2 separate regions of the Sus scrofa genome follow, and region 1 is linked to region 2. A link is a contact called in public HiChIP or PLAC-seq data. All regions are on one chromosome and are shown on one strand. Each heading gives the region's core, a stretch centred on a gene start, on an enhancer-like site or on the middle of the called end of the contact. The rest is flanking DNA. Distances are from core to core; before and after follow the strand shown. Region 1 has its middle 10 kb from the start of HSD17B1. Region 2 overlaps VAT1 (synaptic vesicle membrane protein VAT-1 homolog).

The links. HiChIP or PLAC-seq counts read pairs in DNA pulled down with a chosen protein or histone mark.
Region 1: a contact with region 2 is called in an H3K27ac HiChIP or PLAC-seq map of alveolar macrophages. The contact joins two enhancer-like sites. A contact is called at or near these places in 1 of 5 promoter capture datasets (fetal liver) and 1 of 2 datasets of contacts at active chromatin or transcription factors (alveolar macrophages).

What each region holds. Positions count from the first base shown.
Region 1 is chr12:20,278,361-20,284,544 of Sscrofa11.1, reverse strand. No RefSeq gene overlaps it. Among named protein-coding and RNA genes, the nearest start is that of HSD17B1, 10 kb to the right of the region's middle. Within about 2 kb of position 4,799, at least 71 of the 83 cell types and tissues checked have an H3K27ac peak or open chromatin away from gene starts, as enhancers often do. A contact at or near this core is called in alveolar macrophages, where this site is marked.
Region 2 is chr12:19,877,850-19,883,444 of Sscrofa11.1, reverse strand. VAT1 (synaptic vesicle membrane protein VAT-1 homolog) reads right to left here. Exons shown (of 6, transcript XM_005656949.3): 6 at 4,210-5,595. It overlaps IFI35 (interferon-induced 35 kDa protein), which reads left to right. Exons shown (of 7, transcript XM_003358024.3): 2 at 1,495-1,602; 3 at 2,668-2,815; 4 at 2,886-2,992; 5 at 3,095-3,281; 6 at 3,377-3,483; 7 at 3,702-4,059. The coding sequence ends at 3,893. Among named protein-coding and RNA genes, the nearest start is that of VAT1, 9.1 kb to the right of the region's middle. Within about 2 kb of position 3,919, at least 20 of the 83 cell types and tissues checked have an H3K27ac peak or open chromatin away from gene starts, as enhancers often do. A contact at or near this core is called in alveolar macrophages, where this site is marked.

The DNA.
Region 1 (6,184 bases), core at 3,550-6,049, 400 kb before region 2:
AAAAAGACAATTACAAGTGTTGGCAAGGATGTGGAGAAATTGGAACTGCTGGTGAGAGTGTAAAATGGTGCAGCTGCTTTGGAAAGAGACCTGGCAGTTCCTCAAAAAGTTAAACATAGGGTCAACTCATGACCCAGAAATTTGATTTCCAGGTATCTACTCAAGAAAAACAGAAAAATGTGCACACAGATTTGTGCATGAGCATTTATAGTGGCGTTATTCATAATAGCCCCAGAAGGAAACCAAATATTTATCAGCTGATGAATGAATAAGCAAAAAGCAATATATCCATATAGGGGATATTATTCTCTCTCTCTCTCTTTTTTTTTTTTTTTTTTTTTTTTTTTTTTTGCTTTTTAGGGCCACACCTGCAACATATGCGGGTTCCCAGGCTAGGGGTTGAATCAGAATTACAGATGCCAGCCTATGACACAGCCACAGCAACGCAGGATCTGACCCATGTCTGTGACCTACACCACAGCTCATGGAAACTCTGGATCCTTAACTCACTGAGTGAGGCCAGGGATAGAACCCGCAATCTCATGGTTACTAGTCAGATTTGTTTCTGCTGCACCACAACAGGAACTCCTCCCTCCCCCTTTTTTTGGATATTATTCTTCAGTAAAAAGGAATGATAGGAGTTCTGTTGTGGTTCAGTAGGTTAAAGACCCAATGTTTCTGTGAGGATGCAGTTTTGATCCCTGGCCTCACTCAGTGAGTTAAGGATCTGGCATTGCTGCAATCTGCAACAGAGGTCGCAGATGCGGCTTGGGTCTGGTGTTGTCATGGCTGTGGTATAGACCACAACTGCAGCTTCGCTTCAACCCCTAGCCTGGGAACTTCCATATGCCGCAAGTACAGCCATAAAAAGAAAATTTAAAAAAAGGATGATGTACTGATAGATGCTACAACATGAATGGAACTCAGAAACACCATGCTAAGATGTTAGACACAGGACCACATAATGTATGATTCCGTTTATGTGAAATATCTACAATGGGCAAATCTATAGAGACAGAATGTAGTTGGGTTTTTGCTTAGGACCTGCTGCTAGATGGTGCTGGGGACTGGATGATGAAATGCAAAATTAGATTATGGTGATGGTTGCACAACTCTATGGATATACTTAAAACTACTGAGTTGTACGCTTTAAATTGGTACACTTTCTGGTAAGATTAATGAAATGGGGCGGGGGAGGGAGGCCTAGGACTTCCCCAGGAAGAAATTCCTCCCTGGCCTGGCTGGAAAGACCTGGGCCAGTGGGTCATTAGCTAAGCGGAGCTCCCAGGATCTAAGTGGCCTGGGGCTGCTTCCAGCCCAACCAGCTGAAGATGGGACCGACTAGGAACTGAGCCAGCAAGGGTGTGGGAAGTCCTGGGAGCCCTGGGGTGAGGGGTGAGGAACAGGATGGCTCCACTGCTCCTGTTTTTAAGGGACATGGCCTTTACTCTGATCCCCTTCTTGTAGAATTCCTGGACCCCGATATCTGCTAAGTGAGTCTCTGCCCTGCCCAGTGAGTGCTTCTCATCTTGAAGTCCTAGAACCAGATTGGAGAGGGTGGCTTGCTCAGTGCTATAAAGATGGGGGAGGAGTTCCTTCAGTGGTGCAACGGGATGGGTGGATCTTGGGAGCATTAGGATGCAGGTTCGATCCCTGGCCCAGCACAGTGGGGTTAAGGATCCGGCATTGCCAAAGCTTCAGCTTAGGACCTGATCCCTGGCCTGGGAACTCCATATGCCACAGGGCAGCCAGAAAAGAGAAAAGGTGGTGGGGGGGAACAGTTCCATCACCACCTTCAGGACACCCCCTCTCCCTCTCCCTCTCTCCCTCTCACTGGGGATCTGGGAGAGGCTGCACCCCTTTCGCCCCAGGAGCCCTGGTTGGAAAGGGCACTGAAGGTCCCTCAGACCTGAGATGACCGCTCCAGCCTACCTGAGGTGAGGCCCAGGCATGGGCTGCTCCCTGGTGGCCAGACAGGGAAGGACTCAATCCTCCTCACAGGTAAACTGGGTGGGATCCTAGTGGAGCTGTGACAAGCAGTCAGCTGGATTGGCGACACAGAGGGACAAGTGATCTGGAGGTATTCTGGGATGCAGAGGCAGAGGGTCAGCTGGCAGGAATGAAAGAGGAAATGAGATAGGAGCAGAAAGCCTGGCCAACTTATTTCACACACACCAATGGAAAAAAAATAATTAAATGTGTCACATGGTAAAAAGATCAAATAGTACAAAAGGCCCAAAAGTGGAGTTCCCACTATGGCACAGTGGGTTAAGGATCCAGCATTGCTGAAGCTGTGATGTAGATCACAGATGTGGCTCAGATTCAGTCCCTGACTCCAGAACTTCCACATGTCACAGAGACAGCCAAAAAAGGAAAGGCCCAAGAGTAAGTCTTCCACTTCGGGCTCCCAGTACCCCACCAGAGGCAAGCACTATTTTTATATAGCCTTTTTTTTTTTTTTTTTTTTTTTTGTCTTTTTAGGGTCGTACCCACAACATATGGAAATTCCCAGGCTAGGGGTTGAATCGGAGCTGCAGCTGCCAGCCTACACCACAGCCACAGCAACTCGGGATCTGAGCTGCGTCAGCGACCTACACCACAGCTCACGGTAATGCCAGATCCACGACCCATGGAGTGAGGCCAGGGATGAAACTCGAATCCTTGTGGATACCAGTCAGATTCGTTTCCGCTGTGCCACAGTGGGAACTCCCAGATGCTTGATGGTTCATCCCATCTACGCACCTTAATTTCTTCAACCAGCCGCCTATCATCCTCAGAGCTCCCAGCTTGATGGAGAAGATGAGAAAGACAGTGTGACACACCCAGAATAAGCAATGACCCTTCTGCTCCATTCATGAGCTCAGGCTGTGAAATGTGCTACCAATGCCCCCCAACCTGCTGCTCCTGCTAGCAACTGTCCACCATTCTGGATGGACCCAGACCCCACAGAGAGGGACCCTGAGCCTGACAGTGGAACTGCAGCCCAATTCCCCTGACCCATGTGTTCCCTAAGATCCAAAGTGCTTCCAAAACAGGTCCTGGGAGGAGAGTCTGACAAACCCCACCTGGAGCAAGGGGTGTTTGAAGAGGGGTGTTTGAGGAAGTGGAGAGGGGCCGGGGGGCTATAGGCTATAGCTCCATGAGGGCCCAACTCTCTGGGCAGGTCTTGGAGCTGCTCCTGGGAAAGGCTGAGAACCTTTTGCTATTAGCAACTGAGTGGAACAGGGGCTGCACCTTCCGCACTAGCTGCTTGCTGAGCTGGGAACAAGGCAGTGGGGTACTGCGCAGCTTGAATATGCAGCTAGGGGCAGGGGAGCAGAGAGGCAGGGCAAGTTCAGTGGACTCACATGTTCCCTTTCAGTCCAGGCTCTGGATTTTCTGGATTGGCAACCCTGACCCTCTCCCTGTCTCTAAGCAGCTGTACTTGGGCCTGACAATCTGGAAAAATTTACACCTGCCTCCAAAAGGACTCAGAATCCTTTTAGAAATTACAGTCTTGGAATCCCTTGGTGGTTCAGTGGGTTAAGGATTTAGTGTTGTCACTTCTGCAATGCAGGTTCAATCCCTGGCCCTGGAAATTCCGTATGCTTCAGGTGCAACCAAAAAAAGAAAGAAAGGAAGGAAGGAAGGAAGAAAGAAAGAAAATGTAGTCTTTCTAAGGGCCCAACACTCCTAGCCCCTATACAGCCCCAGTCAACCTCTCCCCACCGGGAGGCAGCCTAAAAACTTGCATTTCTTAGGGGATAGTGGCAAGAACACTGATCTGTGAGTGTTCTGGATCTAGTCCCAGACCTGCTGTTCTACTGGCCATTGATCTTCTCAGAGTCACTTCCTTTCTCTGACCCTCAGTTTCCCAATATGTATTGATTTTTTTTTTCATCAGCACCTGAGGCATATGAAAGTTCCCAGGCCAGCTGCCGCATTGTCAGATCCTTGACCCCTGTGTCAGGCCAGGGAGCCTTCAGGTACGGCCACAGAGACAAGATGGATCATTAACCCACTACGCCACAGTGGGAACTCCTCCAGTATGTAAAATGAAGATAATTTCCGTCCTGTTCAGCAGCTGCTACCCCTTAAGGATCAAATGAGAACCCTTCACACACCCACCAGGCCCTGCCCCATGGCCAGTCCAGGCTCACATGGCTCATCCATCCTCCAACTTCCTGATCTTTTAGTTCCTCAAATTTGCCCAGCTCTTTCCTTACCCTTCCTGCGTCTCCACAAATGCATTTCTTCTATGTGGAGTGCACTTCCCCTCTCTCTTCTCCTAGTCAATCCCAGTTTTATTCAGATTAAACATCACCTCCTTTCCCAAGCTTTTGTCTGGGTACCCTGCACAGCATCACAACTACAGTGGATCCTTGCCCACACGGGTTTGAACGGCCCACATCTACTTATACACGATTTTTTCCCCCATAAGTACCTGCTACAGTACTACATAATCCGAGGTTGGTTGAATTCGCAGATGTGGAACAGTGGATACAGGAGGGCTGACTGTAAAGTTATATTTTGACTGCCAGGGGGTCATTGTTCCTAATACCAGCGCAAGGTTCAATAGTCAACTGGATAACATAAATATTTATTTATATAAGTACTTGGTTTCTAGGTCTCCTCGGTAGAAGGGTGGCAGTGCCTAGTACAAAATCAACTCCAAATATTTATTAGATAAGATGGAGGAAGGAAAGTGATTTGCATGTGAAAGCGCGTTGTGCTTGAAGGCGCTAGAGGACTGAGAGTCACATCCGGCCCTGATCTTTTGAAGTCACTGGGGTCACGCGCTCTTGCACCACGTGTGGTCAGAAAACACGCTCACGAACTGGCGAGGGACCCGGAAGCTGGTCTCCCAGCCGCCAGCGGGTACTTTGCCTTAGGTTCCACGTGACCTGAGGACCGCAGCTGATTGGACGGGGTCTCGTTCGTCCCGAGTTCCCACTGGTTCCCGCCGCCTGGCTGAGACCACTGGACCATGGAGGCGGTAGTGGTGGCCGCGGCTCTGGGGCTCTTGCTCCTGGCAGCTGCGGGGAGCTCGGCCGGGGATGAGGCCCGGGAGGCGGCGGCCGTGCGGGAGTTGCTGGCCCGGCTGCTGGGGCCTGGGCCGGCAGCCTCCTTTTCGGTGTCGGTGGAGCGCGCCCTGGCGGCCGAGTCCGGCCTGGACACCTACCGCCTGAGCGGCGGTGGCCCCGGGGCTCAGGTGCGGGTGATCGGCTCCACAGGCGTGGCCGCCGCCGCGGGGCTGCACCGCTACCTGCGTGACTTCTGCGGTTGTCACGTGGCCTGGTCCGGCTCTCAGCTGCGCTTGCCGCAGCCGCTGCCCGCGGTGCCGGAGGAGCTGACAGAGGCCACGCCTAACAGGTACAGCAGCCTTCCCGCAGCTCCCCAGCAGCAGCTTGCAGCCTCCAGACCCCAGCACCAGGGCGCCAGCCAGAGCCAAAGTCCCCGCCTCGCCCCGTCCCTGCGCCAGGCAGCTGGGAAGCTCTGGCCTTTTGGTTGCAGGACTCTGGCTTCAGACCGCAGCTCTGATCCTAAAAGCTGTGTATCCTTGAGCAAGTCACTTAACCTCTCTGAGCCTCTGTCGGCTCATCTGAAAAATGGGCAAAATGGAAGTAATAACATCTCCCGTGCAGTTTCGTTTTGGTTGTGAGGATTTGCACTGTGGTGGGTGTAGAATTTGTTGTGCATAATTGGTGATAAGTAAATGCCATTCTTTTCCTACCCCACTCTCTCTTCCAAGATGTTTTGTGAGGAATGACACCTGGCCTCTGACGGGCCTCTGTTCTAACGCTTGCCCCACTGCACAGAGGTGATGTGTTCACACAGCTGTCTCCCCATTAAACTGTGGGGAGAAGGACCACCCTTTAAGGACAGGGGCCAGCTTTGCCATATGGCCCTTATACACTGTACACAGAGTAGGAATGAAAACGCAATGTGCTTTCCTAACTATCTGGGAGGTTAGAGGGCCCTGGAGGAGTTTTGGGCATATATGGGTAGGCACCTCAGAAGCTCAAGCATCCCAATTCTAGCTCTGCCTGGGATGGACCCGGGAGCGAAGCAGTTGAGAAGTCCTGTCTGGAGCCACTCCCCGCTGGGCTAGATCTGGGGTGCCCTGGGGGATGGTTCCAGGGCCAGGTTGCCCTCCATGCTCTTCCTGGGTGGTGGACCTTCAGGGGTGGGGGACATCCTCTCT
Region 2 (5,595 bases), core at 2,670-5,169:
GAGCCTGAATGGCTGCTTGGTACAGTGGAAAGGGTGGCAGTCATGGGACAAGCTGGGGAGATAGGGGGTAAATTACTCCCCAACTCTTAGTTTGATTTCTTCACTATAAAGCATAGATTGAGAGTCTAGAGTCACTCTACCTAGGGTCAAATGACTTCAGGCAAGTCACTTGACCTCTCTGATCTTCAGTTCCCTCATCTGCAAAATAAGGAGAAAAGGGTGCTTATTTTATAAAGTTGTTAACAAGACCTGAGCTATATAATCCGTTAAAAAAAGGAGTTCCCATTGTGGCGCAGTAGAAACGAATCTGACTAGGAACCATCAGGTTTCGGGTTCAATACCTGGCCTTGCTCAGTGGCCAGGATCTGGCATTGCCGTGAGCTGTGGTGTAGGTCGCAGACGTGGCTTGGATCTGGCGTTGCTGTGACTCTGGCGTAGGCTGGCAGCTGTAGCTCCAATTAGTCCCCTAGCCTGCGAACCTCCATATACCACAGATGCGGCCCTAAAAAGCAAAAAAAACAAAAAAAAATCCATTAAAAGAGTTTAGCAACTGGAGTTCTCTTGTGGCTCAGTGAGTTAAGGATCTGGCATTGTTACTGCTGTAGCTTGGGTCGCTGCTGTAGCCTAGGTTTAGTCCTTGGCCCAGGAACGTTCATATCCTGTGGGCACGGCCTAAATAAATAATAAACAAATACATGCGGGTTTAGCACAGTGCCTGACATACAGTAAATGACTAATAAATGTTAGCTGATAGTCTTTTTTGTTTTTTCTCTTTTCTCTTTTTCTTTTTAGGGCCGTACCTGCAGCATATGAAAGTTCCCAGGCTAGGGGTCGACTCAGAGCTACAGCTGCTGGCCTACACCACAGCCGCAGCAATGCCAGATCTGAGCCAAGTTTGTGACATGCACCACAGGGCACAGCAACACCAGATCCTTAACCCACTGAGCGAGGCCAGCTATCGAATCTGTGTCCTTGTGAATCCTAGTCAGGTTTGTAACCTGCTGAGCCACAACGGGAACTCCAGCTGATAGTCTTATGATGTCTTGCAACTTAACTCCTCCTCAAGGCCTCCCTAACTGTGTTAACCCTTTGGGACTGTCCCTCCTCTAAACTCCTGCTGTCCTCTGCCATCAGTTACATGATTGTGCACTGTCCTGAATTGGCTTAGACAGATCTAAGGGCTGGACCCTTGTCTTCCACTGCCCTGCGGCATGTCCACTACCTCGTTGCAGGAGCTCCGACAGTGTCTGTTAACCTCTAGATCTCCAGGAATGACTTGGCTGCTGCAAAGGGCTCCTGCCCTTCACAGCAACTGAGATGAGGGCAGTCAAGCTGGGCAAGGATGAGCCCAGGGCAGGATAAAGGGATTGTGTTGTTCTTGGGCTGAGCATCAACACTGTTCCTGGAGAGTCTGAAAGAGGAGCCCCCTTCCTCTGGCTCATTCATTCTCTGGAAAGCAGATGGATGTCTGGTTGTTCCCTTCTGCTCCAACAGGCCCTCCATGCCCTTCAGAAGAAACAGGCCCAACTAAAGATGAGGCTGTGGGAGCTGCAGCAGCTGAAAATGAAGCTCAGGGACAGAGAAAGCTTCCCACCAGACAAGGTAAGCTGGGAGGGCCTGTGGCCTGGTAGAAAGAGTTGGGCAGTCCTAGTTTCACTCTGCCATTTCCTTGCTGTGGGACCTCAAATGTGTTACTTGAACTCTCTGAACCTGTTTGCTTCTCTGCAAAGTAGACCTACCTACCTACCTCACAAGCTTGTGTGAGTACAAACTAAGTTTTTTGTTTTTGTTTTTGTTTTTTTTTTTGCTTTTTAGGGCCACACCTATGGCATATGGAGGTTCCCAGGCCAGGGGACTAATCAGAGCTACAGCTGCTGGCCTGCGCCAGAGTCACAGCAACTCGGAATTCTAGCCATGTCTGTGACCTGCACCACAGCTCATGGCAATGCTGGATCCTTAACCCATTGAGCAAGGCTAGGGATCAAACCCGCAACCTCATGGTTCCCAGTCGGGTTCGTCAACCACTGAGCCATGACAAGACCTCCAAGTTTTTGTTTTGTTTCGTTTTTTTTTTTTTTTTTTTTTTTTTGTCTTTTTGCCATTTCTTGGGCCGCTCCCACGGCACATGGAGGTTCCCAGGCTAGGGGTCAAATCAGAGCTGTAGCCGCCAGCCTATGCCAGAGCCACAGCAACGCAGGATCCGAGCCACGTCTGCAACCTACATCACAGCTCACGGCAACACCGGATCGTTAACCCACTGAGCAAGGCCAGGGATCGAACCCGAAACCTCATGGTTCCTAGTTGGATTCATTAACCACTGCGCCAAGACGAGAACTCCTTGTTTTTTTAATGTAGAGAATTACCTGGTGGTCTAGAAGTTAAGGATCTGGAGTTGTCACTTTGACTCTGGTTACAGCAGTGACGCAGGTTCGATCCCTGGCCTAAGAACTTACACATACTGTGGGCAACCCCCCCCCCAAAAAAAAAGATTTTGTATGGCAAGTGCCAGCACCTGCTTGATCTGCATTCATTCACTTATTTATCCAGCTCTCCTTTCAGTAATGTGTTCCTTCCTGGCTCTCAGCATCAGTCACATGAAGGGGTGCTTTCCTCCTGGGAACCTCCCAACCCTGAGGTCTCCATCAACCTCTCCTCCCCCACATCCAGGTCCCATTCCCAATGCCTGAGGTCCCCCTGGTATTCCGAGGACACATTCAGCAGGGCAGGGAAATGGCCAAGTCTGTGGTCTCCAACCTGCAGATCTGTTACCCTCTGCCTGGAGGCTCTGCTCTGGTCACCTTTGATGACCCCAATGGTGAGCTTGGGGAAACCTTGAGAGGGAGGCTGGGAGGTTTCCTAGTACTGACCCTGTTCCCCTGACCCAGTGGCCAAGCAAGTGCTGCAGCAAAAGGAGCATACGATCGATATGGAAGAGTTCCGGCTGCGGGTGCAGGTCCAGCCCTTGGAGCTGCCCATGCTGACCACCATCCAGGTGACAAAATGGCAGGGTCCTGGCACATGCAGGGGGCCCCAGACACCTGGGCACAAGAGAATGGGGCTGTGCTTGGAACCGCTCCCTCCTGTCTCCTGCTAGGTGGCCAGCCAGATGAGTGATAAGAAAGTGTTCGTCAGTGGGATTCCTGCTGGGCTCAAGCTGAGTGAAGAGGAGCTGCTGGACAAGCTGGAGATCTTCTTTGGCAAGACCAAGAACGGGGGTGGTGATGTGGAGACACGGGAACTGCTACAAGGGGGTGTTGTGCTGGGCTTCACTAAGGATGAAGGTAAGGGCCTTATGGGTGAGAGGAGAGCAGAGGCATCAGGCCATGGGAACGGAGAGCCCCTAATGCTGAAGGTCCCCCGCTCCCTGTCCCTGCAGTGGCCCAGCAGCTGTGCCAGAAGGGTCAGTTCTCAGTGCCACTGGGTAAGCAGCAGTTCCCTCTGACAGTCTCTCCCTACGTGAGCGGGGAGATCCAGAAGGCCGAGGTAAGTGGGAGGGTGGAGAATGGGGTCTGGTGACTTGTCCGTCGGCCAGAACCCTGCCCACAGTCCTCAAACCCCACTGACCTACCCTCTGCCGACCTCTCTCGGCCTCCTGCCCGCTCCTGTACCCCCATGGTCACCACCGCTCTTTCCACCTCCCCACCCCTTCAACTCCGTCCAACTTGCATGAGCCTTGGCCCATCTCCCGGCTCCTTTTCCAGGTCAGGTCCCAGCCTGTGCCCCAGTCGGTGCTGGTGCTCAACATTCCTGACGTCCTGGACGGCCCGGAGCTGCAGGACGTCTTGGAGATCCACTTCCAGAAGCCTACCCGTGGGGGTGGGGAGGTGGAAGCCGTGACAGTTGTGCCCCCAGGACAGCGGGGCCTGGCAGTCTTCACTGCCAAGTCGGTCTAGGAGCCTGTTCCGCTCGTCACCCCCACTCCTCTGCCAAGGTTCTCAAACCGGATGGGTTGGGGGCAGGGCTCTGAGAGAGGGATGGCACTGGTCACCACTGGCAGGGAGTAGGAGTTGTGAAACGCCGCCTAAGAGCAAGAAAACTGCCTGAGAAGGCTTCCTGGCATGATCGTCTTCCTCATTTCGTTTCATGAAAGGAAACTTGATCAGGGCATGGAAGGAGGCTGGCAGGAGGGAGGAACCCCAGCTTTCCACCATCAGCACTAGCCTCGTACCACCTAAGCCTCCCCTCCACTATCACAGGCAACATCCAGGACCCAGGGTTTGGCTTTTTATTGACACAAACACAAAGGCAGCTTCGGTAATGGGGGTGGGTACACAAAAGCCGAAACTCGAACTTCACACGTTTAGGCCTCATTCAGACGATGATGGGCGGGGCCCCTCTCCTCCCTCCCATTGGCAATGGCTCGGGCACTAACCCTCCCTAATTCCAGATCCAAGAGCTGAGGGACTCAGGCCCCTACCCCCTGGAAGTCTCCACTTTGGTTCCAGTGGCCCAGGTCCTAAACCCCTGTTTTGATCCCCTGTTCCATCTCCCCACCCATGTAAACAAAGTTTGGGGCTGAGTTTGAAAAGCTGCCTCCCTGCTCTGAGAAGGCAGTGGGCCTCCCTTGACTACATGGGGAATGTGCTTTGATTTTTACTTTGGTCCCAGAATAAGAGACAGATGGCATTGCCTCTCAGAGCTCTGGCTGGTAAATGCCACACTTAGCTGCAAGGCTGAGAAAGCTTCCCCGCCTCTTTCTCCTCAACCACCACAGAGAAACGACAGCCCCAGAGACAGGACACGGCACGGGCCCACCGGCACACACGCAGATTTTTGGCAGTGTTGTGGGACTGGGGAGCAGCAAAACCCCAGCTCCAGCAGAACAAGGAAGGCACTGGGGAGGACAGGGGAACGGGGGTGTGAGACAGGGAGCCCCACATACCCTAGCAAGGTTTCCGCTGCTAAGGCACTGAGAACAAATCCAGAGAACTCAGTGAAGGGTGAGGGGGCTCCATGTCCCTCCCACAGAGCGGTGACCTAGGGGAGCAGAGCTGACTTCCACCCCTGCTGGAAGAGGTACCCCTGGTTGAGAGCGGCAGGACATCTGGAGGTGGGAGAAGCCCGATTGTGCTCAAGAAGTTGGAGACACGAGGACGAGGCCATGGGACAAGGTGGGCGCTGGCTGGCCCAAGTCGAAGGGACACTAGGGGCGACAGAGGGACATGCTGGATTCACACAGACTGGCCCCATATCCTGAGCTGACATTTCGATTCTTTGGGGAGGTGTGGGGCAGGGGCAGGAGGGGAGATGAGGCGGAGACGGAAGCACACCGGAACTGGACGGGAAGGGATTGGCTAACCTTGGCACAAAAGCAGCACAGCAGGCCCGGGGGGAAAGGGTGGGAGCAGGAAGCGGCCAGCCTCCCTCTGACCCTCCCTGTCCCCTTGGAAGGGCCCAGACATCCAAGTGGTCACTTCCCAACCCCTTTGGAGGGCAGGAAGGGGGGAGGGGGAGGCCCTGACTAAAGAGAGAGAACAGGTTGGGGGTTGGGGGGCTGTCATCACCACGGAGACCTTTGGGGAAGAGAGGGCAGCGCATTGTGATGGAGGATGAACCGCGAGGATCTGGTGGCCAACAGCACATGGCTTCCCAGCT